3 separate regions of the Gossypium arboreum genome follow, and regions 1 and 2 are each linked to region 3. A link is a contact called in public Hi-C data. All regions are on one chromosome and are shown on one strand. The core of a region is the stretch at or near the end of the contact, and the rest is flanking DNA. Distances in the headings are between cores, read along the strand shown. Region 1 holds the start of LOC108467224 (probable 26S proteasome non-ATPase regulatory subunit 3). Region 2 holds the start of LOC108461360 (heavy metal-associated isoprenylated plant protein 26-like). Region 3 holds the start of LOC108464364 (glycerate dehydrogenase).

Region 1 (3,973 bases), core at 1,335-3,834, 150 kb after region 3:
GTCCGGTCTGAACTGAAAGTAGTTGAGAACTTCTCAGCAACAGATCTGAAAAGCTCCAAATCACCAATGCGGACAGCCTGAAAAATACACAGATGTTGTGTTCTCAGAACCATTAGTAAAATCTAGGAACCACTGAAACCAAAGAGAGTCCAAAATGATTATAACGTGAGCATATATGCACATGATTCTCTCCATTTCGTTTCTAGGAAAGACATGCTTGGAATATCAAACTTGGTTCTCTATAAAGTAAGACGACTACACAAACTTAAACTCACATTTGTCAGTTCAAAGTAAGGCCTCAATGCTTTCTCCATGCCTTTCTGCATAAACACAGTCCTCTCGGGGATTTCTCCAAGCAGTAATCGAACAATGATAGCCCATTTGTTGCATTGAACCCGAAAACCAAGGGCTGCAACAGGAGCTTTCCTAGCAGCTTGGAGGAGACATTCTTTGGCATCTGTGTACTCCAATTGAATTGTCCTAATCTTCCCCAAGTAAAAAAGGTAGCGGCAAAACTGCAGAGGATAACCATTGTCTCATGAATAGAATCAAACTATAATGTTTTTACAGTTACAACAATAACCAAAAGCCATGCCAAACTCCAGGTAACCATTTAATAACCATAAAAATACAGCTCGGTTACTTTAACATTTACTGTTAAAAGACAAAAAGATAACAAAAAACCGTGACTTACCTGTTGGTTTGAGTGAGCTTCAAATCTAGGTGCCTTTGATCTCAGTTTCTCAGCTTGGTCATACAAATTGTAATGGAGGTAATTGCGAAGTAGCAGGTTAAGAAGAGTCTCCTGCATGAGAACGATATATTTAAAAATATGATCCTTTCAGAGACATAATTGCTCAAATGTTTGAAAATTTACCTGACCCAGCTCGTCATGGCGCAATGTTGCAATCCGGTGCAGGGCTAGAAGGTTACTGTCAAATTAAAGATCATCCTAATTAGACCTAGAATGTCATATGTACTTCTGATCATGAATAAAAGAACTATAACATGCTGAGGTTTATTTAAAAGGAAACGCACATCAGAAAAGATGCTAAAGACAACATATGATAAAAGTTAGGAATGAATCAAGTATAGCTCACCTCCTAATTTCAGAAAGAGTACCAGTGAGTTCATAGCAAAGAGAGTAATAAAAGTACAGCCTAGCAGCTAGAACATCGAGAGTCCTCCTGTTCAAATTCTTCAGCCGAGAAATGCTTGCAGAGGAACATGCCTTTGCCTGAAACAAGATAACATCATGTTCAAGAAACAGGAAACATCCTGATGAAATTATTTGCTAATGTACCTCATCATATTTCTTTTGATCAATCAGAAATATCAGGACAAGCAAATAGCAGTAGATTTCTAGCTCTGGCAAGGAATGCTTAGCAGGAGGTTGAGCTGTGGAGGTTGCAGTGTCGACTTCCATCTCATTCTCATCTTCCTGAAACAAATTCAAACCATGAGTTCTTAAAAGAACAATTAATTCAGGACTTATTAACTTACAATCATTGTACTCATAAACAAAAATTATTTCTGTGAGGTGAGAAACTAGACTGGCTGACAGAGAAACTAGGCTGGCGACTAAAGCATTTCCTTGAACTTGGAACCAGAAAGCCTAATACACTGGTGAAGGTGACAACGGAGAAAATAACATCATACCTCACAACAGAGTGCAAACAAAGGGCAAATCACCAAAAATTAACTTCAAAGATGCAACCAATTATTTTCTATCTTTAGCATTTGTTGCACTTCAATGCTTTTAATTAACTAAGACATCATGTCTAATCTAAGAGGATGGAATGGCAATCACTTCACCACAAGGGGGAAAAACACTTCCACATCAATAACTGAATATTACGATGTCCCCTTCAAAAGATTACCTTAGGAAGATAAGAAGAAAGACGAGTGAAGGCCTCGGATCCAGGGGTAAGAGCGAAACTGAGGAAAACGGAAAGCACGGATGCCTTCAACTTCCGTCTTAAAGCCATTGTAAGTCGTATAGCCCTCAAAATACGGCGAGCTTCACGGTCATAAGCACCGGTCTCAATCAGAGACGCAATTTCCTTCAAATCTAACAGAAACCCAGAAAATTTTATTCAAATCCGTGAAAACCCACAAGTTACCAGTCCAGAAAACGCTAAAAGAAAATCAGATTTCTATCACCAAACGTCAAAAAAATATGCGCTAGAGATATTTGGATGTTATAGAAGCATAGATAGATTGTACTTACGGTGCAAAGTGGAAGGAGAAGAGGAAGGAACGGAATTGGACGGAGCTGGTTGCTCTTTCATCTCCACATCTTGAGTCATCTTTGAGAATCTGAAAAATGCAAATTGAAAACGAATTTTGACGTGAAAATCAAGGGGAAAAAAAGGTGAAATATTGATTAGGGAGATGCTTAAAACTGAAAAAGCACAAAGGGAAACGAGAAAAAAAAATTACCTTTGATTCACGAAAGGAAGAGCTGGATTTTGGGGGAATCGAGAGCCGAGCCTGCAGTGGACTAAGGTTTTAGTTTCTTCAGCAGTAGGTCTTGTGAGAGGAGTTGAAGAAAGCGAAAAAGGCCGGACTGAACGACGTCGTTTATATGGAAATCAGAAGTCATTATAGAATAGGTCTAGAGAGCCCAAATAAACTCTATATTGGGCCACGGCCCATTATTCTGTTAGATCCTGTCTTGTGGGTTCATCTATGTAACTATAACTTTATAAAATTAAGGCTTTATTCATTAATTCAACAATACTCCAAGATTGATTCTTAAAGGGTTTTTTTAATTTTAAAAAAATAATACCAACAAATAAAATGTGATACGTGTCATGTTTTTATTATTGAATATCATACATTTTTTGGGTAAATGAGACAATTAATAGTTGAAGTATCACTTCTAACTAAAAGTGTTCATGTTAGGTTGGGCTAGCTTGGGTCCAACTACCATACATAGTTGTTAAAGCGCAACCCGAATTGAAATATGGGTCTCATATTTTGCTCAAGCCCACATTTATTTGTAAATGACTACTCCAAGTTTATTGCCAACATAGTATGAAAGCTTACAAGAATAGTACATAGAAAAGGCAAGAGGGTCGACGCTGCGTTGATGGGTCCAGGTTTGACTAGAAGGTTAGCATGCTCAGAAATGACCTTGATGATGTGTTTGTCGATGACTTGACGATACACGTTGTTCCCCTACTATCAAATATTCCTTCAACGGATAGAATCGCTCGTGGCCCACCTGACTGAACCATTGCATGTATACCTCAGAGGTATAAAAAATACTATCCTAATGATAACTCTTGAAAAGAGGTATATTTCATGCCTTTAGACCTAGCCAATTGCTTGTACTATGTACATTTAGTTGCATTTTAGGACATTTCATTAGTATTTTTATCATTGCATTAGGAGCTTGGACAGTGTTTAAATATTAGGTAATTTTAATTGTTTGTGGTAGGGCTGTGTTTGGTGGTTTGGTATGTACAGGTTGAGGAATGAGAAATAAATGAGTGAAGGTTTGCCGAGGCAAAAGGTTGGACATTTTGTCAACACAGATGCTGTGACAATTCCAGGAAGACCGAGTCAATACTCAACGCATACTAGTTTCAGCCAAATTGTACTTGTACTGGAAAAATCTACCTAAAAAAGAGGATAAGATAATCTTGGGTTATTAAAAAAAGAATTTAAAAAGATGAGAAGATAAACATGGGTTGTTAGATTTACCCTAAGGAAAAGGCTATAAAAAGCTAAAGGAGGAAACCTTAAAGGACGAATAAGGTTGGAGATCCATAGGGAAACGAGAAGGTAGCAGTTGAGTAGAGACGGAAAGAGGAAGACGAATGCAGTTCTTCTCAACCACCACAGGACACTGTGCCACTAGAGTGTGAACTGGACACACGAAAACTATCTTCCCAATGTTCTTCTATTATTTCTTAACTATTTCTCCGTGAATTAATTTGATGAAAACCATGTTGAATGATATTTT
Region 2 (3,849 bases), core at 1,283-3,782, 200 kb before region 3:
ACTTTCGCAAACTAAAATTAGTTAGAAAAGAATACATGCGTTTTGACGTTACAATTTCTCTATTGTTTCTATTGAGTTATTGCTTAATCATACATTAATTTAATTAAGAAATCTAAAATCATATTTCATATAAGGTAAAAGTATTTTTTTTATTTTTTATAATTTTTTAAGTAAAACAAGTAAAAATATTATTTTAAATAATCAAGAGTTCAAGAATTGTACATCATTCAAAAAATTTTTTTTTATAAATATAGTTTTATATAAAATTTACTTTTACTTTTTGGGTGTTACATAATCTAGTACTTAAACAATACAAGAATTTTAAAGGGTAGATTATCCAAATGATCACCTTATTATTAGGACACTTTTATTTTGGCCAGTAAAAAAAAATTCTCAATTTCGTCACTTAACTTTTAGGCTGCTTTCATTTTAGTCACCCAAGCATTAAATCATTAACGATGACTAACTGTATATATCAAATCATGTTCACATCATGTTTACATTTTTATTTTGATCACTAAAAAAAAATTATTTTTAAAGTCTTGATTCGAGAGAAAAAAACATTTAAGGATTAAAATAAAAATGTTGTAGGAACTAAATAATGCATTAAAAATTTAAGGATCAAAGTGAAAAACTAGTAAAACTTTCAGCAATGGGATAAACAATTTGACAATTATTTTTAATACATTGTTTTAGAGTCTTACCATTTTTTTCACTTTTGTTGATGAGGGGTATCAACAAAGTTGTGATAGATATTATATAAAAGAAATAGTATCTTTAAGAAAGCTAAAATTGGAGAGCTGAGACTCTAGCTACAAGGTACTTTTACTTCCAAACGTTATAACATTATGATACAGTCCAAAATACACAAATAGAAATATAGATAAAACCCAAGATAGCAAATTTTACAACAAATCCTTAAACTAATACAAATTTACCAACACACAAAATCAATTCACTGCTACCACAAAATATCTTGGTATCTCCTTCTTCTTCTTCTTCTTTTTTTTTTTTTTTTTTTTTTGCGGGGTTTAATCATATTCTCAATCAATCACATAACAGAACAAGCAGCAGGGTTTTCGTCGCTGAAAGCTGTGGTGTACCTAACTTCAGTGGAGCTAGCACGTGCGAGATGCGACACTTGCGGGTCCTCCGCGTTGCGGACGTACCCAGCCGGAGCCTTCTTATCGTAAACCCCGGGGGCGTATGGGTGAGCCACCACGTCGTACGGCACATAGGGCCATAGCTCCACCTTCTTGCCCGTCCGATGCGCCACTCGTGCCACGACCTTCTTCGGGTCCACATATCCGACGACCGTCAACTTGCTGGCCTTCCGCTCCACGTCCACTTGTGTCACCCCTTTCATCCCTTCCACTGATTTTTTCACTTTCCGTTCGCATCCTTCGCAGTCCATTTTCACCTTGATTTCCACCGTCTAAAAAATAAAGAAAAAAGTAACAACTCTTAGGTTGACAAATGTTTGGTCTAATTCTGGTTTTAGTCCCTCCACTATGCTTTTAGATTCATGAAAATAACTGGAAGCAATATTAGAAGGATCAAAACCCTTAATAGTTTGTCGTTTGTCGTATATTTAAAGTAAATAGACCAAAATTACTTTTCAACCCTTTTTTCCTACTTTTACATAGATATTTCTACTAGTGTTAATACCCTAATTAATTTAGTAAGATTGAATTTTGAAGTTTTCTAATCAACAATAAAGTATACTGACAGATGAACGGAGACAGAAACAATAATGCAGCAATAAATAAATACTTATAATAGATAGACCCAGTTGGCATTAAAGTAAACCAAGAAGATTTTTATTATTGTTCAAATAAAATCTGGGTTTTTTGACCTTCCACCATTTTTAGAACAATCAAGCTTAGATCAACAAAGAAAACGCCATTAAACATAAAATCTTAGCAATATTGACGGGCAGATCCGAACCCTAAACCACCTAAATCTAATAATCTTATAACGACAAAAAATAAAATAAAAGAAAGCAATAGAAACAATTTGGTTAACTTAATAAAAATATCCACCAAATATCTTGATCTACACTCAAAGGGAAATCTACGGCTTAGGTAAGGAGATGTACCTGCAACTGCTTACGTTTCTTGTGCTTGGAACTGTGAGAACAGTCGAACAGATCTGAAACATGATCCAGAACACCCATTTTTCTTGTTTTCTCTCTTGTCTGGTTTTTCACTTAGGTGTATGTTTTTTTTTTTGTTTTTTTTGTTCTTGCTTTTCTCTCTTTTGATAATTGAAGTACCAAAAAGATAAAGATACAAAAGAAGTTGGATTTCTCAGTATAAAACCAAAATATCCTTCTTAAAATTAAAGGGTTTTTCTACTGTGTAGGAGTGAATGAGTAAGAATGATACAGGTGAGGTGAGGTGAAGTCCAAATTCCTCCTCCGCTGGGCTGAATATATATAGAAAAAAAAAAAAAGAGGGTTTCATGGTAAAATTTTGGTATCAGTCCTTATAATTTAGTACTTTATGATACAGAAGGTGAAGTCCAAATTCCTCCTCCGCTGGGCTGAATATATATAGAAAAAAAAAAAGAGGGTTTCATGGTAAAATTTTGGTATCAGTCCTTATAATTTAGTACTTTATGATACAGGAGGTGAAGTCCAAATTCCTCCTCCGCTGGGCTGAATATATATAGAAAAAAAAAAGAGGGTTTCATGGTAAAATTTTGGTATCAGTCCTTATAATTTAGTACTTTACTTCATTTATTTTTTAGATTTTGAAATTTTAATCCTAACTAAATGATAAATTTTATTTTTATTCAGTTAAATTTTGTTATTTTCAAAACCTTGTTCGATAAGTATATTTGTAGCATGTGTAACGTTATATTAACTTATAATTTTTACGTAATACTAGTAAAAACGAGGATGGTCAAATAAATTAGACCACTTCCCAATTTAACCAATTGAATCGTTAGTTTAATAATAATTAAAAATTCATAAACGCATATAATCAATTTAATCATAAATTTTTTTGTCTAAATTTTTCTTTTAATTGATTCACAAACGGTATGTTCTATATCTAATTTTATGTCACTAAATCATCAGTACTCAATTCAATTAGTTTGTTTGGTTTGATTTTGGCATCACTAGTTCTAATTAATAAATTTAACATAACAGATTGAATTAAGGATGAAATTTAAAATTTAAGGACTAAAATTGAATAAATTATAATATGTGGACTAAGACAACTATTTTCATGTAATACAAAGATTGATAAAAAGAAGAAAAGAAAAAAAAAGGAGTATTTTACTATACGACTAGTGGCTCGTGGAAATCTACGTGGTTGGATATTTTTATTGTAATGTAGCTAATTTAGCGCCGCGTGTCTAGGTTGTACTTAGCTGAGGGGTATAGAGAGAGGGAAACCATAAATTAGAAATGGCAGCCTAAGGCATGGAAGAAAGTAACAAAACACCGACCCTGGACAGTAAGTAATGTGTCGCGAGATCGGATGACGAGCCCACGCGCTTGTGTCTCGGTTTTCTGGTCCCACCCTCAACTGTCAACTTCACCTCACCCTCTACCCTTATCAATAATGGGTTGAGGAGCTTTACATACAATATGGGACCCATGAGTTTGCCCTTTTCTTTCAATCCAGCCCATATTATAAAGTAAAGAAAGTAATAAATCTAATATCCTTCCTTCTCTTTTTCTTTCATATTTATAGATTTTATTAGTTGATCAGATGTAATGTATTCTTTTGTTTTATACATTTGGTAATCAATGAATCAATTCGAATTTAAATCAGATTGGACCTCCAATAAGTAAAGTTCTCTCATTAATATTTTCTTTATTTATAATATTTAAATTCG
Region 3 (4,050 bases), core at 1,269-3,768:
CTGACATCGTGACACGACAAACTATTTTGGTGGCGTCATGAAAAGGAACTCCCTCACGCCACGACGTTGCTCTGAACTTTTGAAATCTTTGTAGTTTGGTCCTTATTCAATCTCGAGTCAACTTTTGAGCTTACAAAAGCTCGTATAAAGCTCGGGGAAAAGTTTAATTTGTACTAAATGACTTATATGATGGTAGTTAATGATTTTTGGATTCAAATTATTCATTAAATGTCTATAATTGTTCTATTTTGCATTGTAGCATTCTGTAGCTCAATCCCAACAATAGGGACAGGCAAGGGGTGTTACAACAATTGTCCTACGTCTACGAAGCATTACCTAATGAATGATATTCAACAATCATCTGGATCACCTATTGGCATTTACCCTTACACAAAAAAGTAATTGCAGCCCTAATATCGACCCCAATTGTCACAGATCACTCACCCAAATACATAACAATACAATCAATAAACTCGTCAAATAATATCTAAAAGAGTGTCACGAAATTACCACAAGAAAACACAATAAAGTTGCCGACAAAGACATTCCAAAATTGCTCTTGATGTATGACACAAAACAATCTATTTATAAGCCTCTTCAAGTAGTTAATCAACAGTGTTTTGATAGGCTTTAAACCCAAGCTTAAATTGCTTAAAATATTGGTTGGAAAATTTGGTCTCATTTTTTTATACCATCTCCCTTAACTTTACTTGCAATCACCTGCAAAGGAGTTTCAAATTTACTAACATGAATTACAAACCTTTGCCATTGTTTTCTCAAGGTTAAGTTATAACCCCTGTAGCTTTCAAAAGTAAACTAGAAACCTCTAAAAAAAAAACTTGTTTTAAAGTGTAATAAAAAAGGCCTCTCCAAAATAAAGGTATGGTGTTTACAAAGTTTAAGCACAAGATAACCTTAAAACTTGTAAAAGATTTTCAATAAAAAACAAATATATGTGTACAAGAAAAGATAAAAAAAATAAAGCTCTTTTATAATTACTTGTTAATTTACTTCATATGTTGCTTGGATATGCATCTCTTGTCCTTGAAGTATTGTTGATACATATTTATATTAAAGAAGTAAATTTTAACCATTTAGAGTTGTTGGAGGTGAAAAACTTGTATTTGGCAAGTGCAAAAAAATGTTTGTTAGACAAAAGGGACACAACCTTTAGATTGGAGATCAATCAGAAGTTCAATGATTGGTGATCAATCAGAAGTTCAATCCTCTATAGGGGTAGATATTTGGTTAAAATCCATGAAATACAAATTTAAAAAGAAAATTAAAAAAATGGATTTTGATCCACTTAAAAACGTTAGAAACTTATTGTACTATTTTACGCAAGTGCTTTTAAGATTTTGAAAGCTTGAAAATATTTTATGAGATTTTCAATTAATTTTCATAGAATTATTTAGAATTTTATTCTTAAATGTTGTTATATTAAAATATTACAAAATCAAAGTTAATGATTTGGAATCAAAATAAAAGAATTCTTAAATGTTGTTATATCAAAATGTTACAAAATCAAAGTTAATGATTTGGAATTGAAAATAAAAGAAAGAAAAAAGTGAAAAAAGAGAAGGAAAAAAAAAAGGAGAGAGAGAGGCATCAAGGCAAAAGATAGGCAATGAAAGTGGGTGGTGAGCAGTGATCAGCTCGAAAGCAAGCCTTACTACCACAACTATTAGAATTAGATCGGATTAGTTTATCGGATCGATTGAACCGATATCAATTGGTAGAACTAATTTAATCGGCGTCAAATATTTTTTTCTTTATTTTTATTTTTTTAAATAATTTATTTAATTAAATTGGATGAACCATTAGACTCGAGAATTGATGATCTAACCGATTTAATCATCAATCCGAATCTGAAAATCTTAATTATAGCCAAATTTTGTTAATGTTTCAGCATTAATTTTAGAGAAAAATATAGAAGATTCTTTTAACAATTATAGTCATTAAGAAATTTTAAAGAGATAAAATTATTAAATTGAGTAAAAGTTTAAATGTATAAATGAATAAAATTATTAAATTGAGTGAAAGTTTAAATGTATAAATGAACATTTCAATCGTAAAATAAATTTAAATATTCAAATTATTTCAGCCAAAATAAAAATAAATTTTTATATCAAATTTCCAGAAAAAATCTAAAATTATTAAAAATAACACCAAAATACATTGAAATCCAACGAAGTTTCTTAGATTCATCCTAGTATCTTTTGTCATCTCAAATTTTGTCCACTAAATTAAAGGATATTTCCGTAATTTGAGAAAAAGGATAAATGCTTCTCTTACGTGTCATCTATGAACAAAAGACATGTCATCAGTTAACTTATACCACAAAACCCAAGCATCATCCCAGACTCACCACAGCCCTCAACCCTCTCCATCCCTCTATCCAAATGGGTCAAAATCACATGTTCTACGGAACAGACACTGCTATCCTATTCCTCATCATTCTCAACCAACATCAACCATATACAATGATTTTATCAAAATTTTCAATTTTAATATTCGATAATCATAAGGTCAAAACTTTACTAAAAAGCACATCGAACTACTTACAACTCGAGTCTTTGGTAGCGATATTACAGACCGCTGTGAAGCAGTGTTCTTTACCACACCAAAGCATTGCTATAAAAAGCAAGAAACAGAGTAACTGAATTTTAAAAAGCTCAGTTTTCTGCTCTGTTTTTCAGTGACAAGTTTCAATGGCAAAACCAGTTTCAATTGAAGTGTGGAACCCAAATGGGAAATACAGAGTTATTAGCACCAAACCTATGCCTGGAACTCGATGGATCAACCTCTTAATCGAGCAAGATTGCCGTGTCGAAGTAAATTATATGTTTTTTTTCACTTCTCTAAACCCTCTGTTTTCGTTCTCCTCTTCTTCTATTAAATCCCAGTTTTTAAAGAAGTTTTTTTTTTCATCATCCTGTTCAGATATGTACTGAGAAGAAAACAATTTTGTCCGTTGAGGATATCATTTCTTTGATTGGCAATAAGTGCGATGGGGTGATTGGACAGGTGATTTTCTTCTTGGGATTATTTGTTTCAGTTAGAAAATAAAAATATGAGTTCTTTTTTGTTTCCCTTTTTTTTTGTGAGTTTTTTATGTTATGAATTTGTGTTACAGTTGACTGAAGACTGGGGGGAGACTTTATTTGCAGCTTTAAGCAGAGCAGGAGGCAAAGCATTTAGTAACATGGCTGTTGGTTACAACAATGTTGATGTTAATGCTGCCAACAAGTATGGTGTTGCTGTTGGTAACACTCCTGTAAGTTTCACTTTCCCACTTAGTTACAAATAGTTTTACCCTCTAACCTTTGAAGCTTTTTAATAGGGTAGTTTAATCATATTTGGGTATGTTTCCATAACATGGATAAGTGCCAAGCTCCATGTGTTCGATTATATGTCTTCTACAATGGATTGTAATGATAAAACAATAAATAAACTTGCAAAGATTTGAGTAGTGATAAAATGGTTACGATGTTGGTTCAGTAATTTTGGGGTAGAAACAGTAGAGCTAATGTTGGTGATAATTTGGTGTAGGGTGTACTCACAGAAACAACGGCAGAGCTAGCGGCTTCTCTTTCTTTGGCAGCTGCTAGAAGAATTGTTGAAGCAGATGAGTTCATGAGGGCTGGCTTATATGATGGATGGCTCCCTCATCTGTATGTCCACGAAATATTACTTATATTTCATTTTTTGTTTATGTCGATGATAAACTCGAAAACTCACTTACATCATGCTTGTACAATTCCACTTGTCTCTCTTACAGGTTTGTGGGAAACTTGCTTAAAGGACAAACAGTTGGTGTAATTGGAGCTGGTCGTATTGGATCTGCATACGCCAGAATGATGGTAATCTCTTACTAGCTAATTTATTCGACATTGTTTGAGGACACTTGATCATAGTAACCTTCAATATAAATAGAAATTGTCTGGGTTGGTGAGGTTTTTGAAGTAGATTTTAAAGTTGTGTAAAATCCTGGCTCCTGAGATATGAAACATACCATATAATATTGCTGCAAAGAGCATATTTTCCAAG

Evidence for each region. Hi-C and Micro-C count contacts between places; a contact is called where the count stands out from the background.
Region 1: a Hi-C map of leaf shows a contact between it and region 3, with 3 times the contacts expected there. The contact joins the promoter of LOC108467224 here to the promoter of LOC108464364 in region 3. A contact is called at or near these places in 2 of 5 Hi-C or Micro-C datasets (both in leaf).
Region 2: a Hi-C map of leaf shows a contact between it and region 3, with 3 times the contacts expected there. The contact joins the promoter of LOC108461360 here to the promoter of LOC108464364 in region 3. A contact is called at or near these places in 2 of 5 Hi-C or Micro-C datasets (both in leaf).

Annotation. Positions count from the first base shown.
Region 1 is chr2:102,904,148-102,908,120 of ASM2569848v2, forward strand. It overlaps LOC108467224 (probable 26S proteasome non-ATPase regulatory subunit 3), which reads right to left and starts at 2,585. Exons shown (of 9, transcript XM_017767809.2): 1 at 2,443-2,585; 2 at 2,231-2,319; 3 at 1,881-2,071; 4 at 1,304-1,441; 5 at 1,101-1,237; 6 at 878-932; 7 at 695-805; 8 at 276-515; 9 at 1-77. The coding sequence starts at 2,309.
Region 2 is chr2:102,556,239-102,560,087 of ASM2569848v2, forward strand. LOC108461360 (heavy metal-associated isoprenylated plant protein 26-like) reads right to left here and starts at 2,533. Exons shown (of 2, transcript XM_017761195.2): 1 at 2,099-2,533; 2 at 824-1,435. The coding sequence starts at 2,176. The coding sequence ends at 1,052.
Region 3 is chr2:102,754,475-102,758,524 of ASM2569848v2, forward strand. LOC108464364 (glycerate dehydrogenase) reads left to right here and starts at 2,519. Exons shown (of 13, transcript XM_017764643.2): 1 at 2,519-2,834; 2 at 2,944-3,027; 3 at 3,137-3,277; 4 at 3,553-3,674; 5 at 3,782-3,863. The coding sequence starts at 2,712.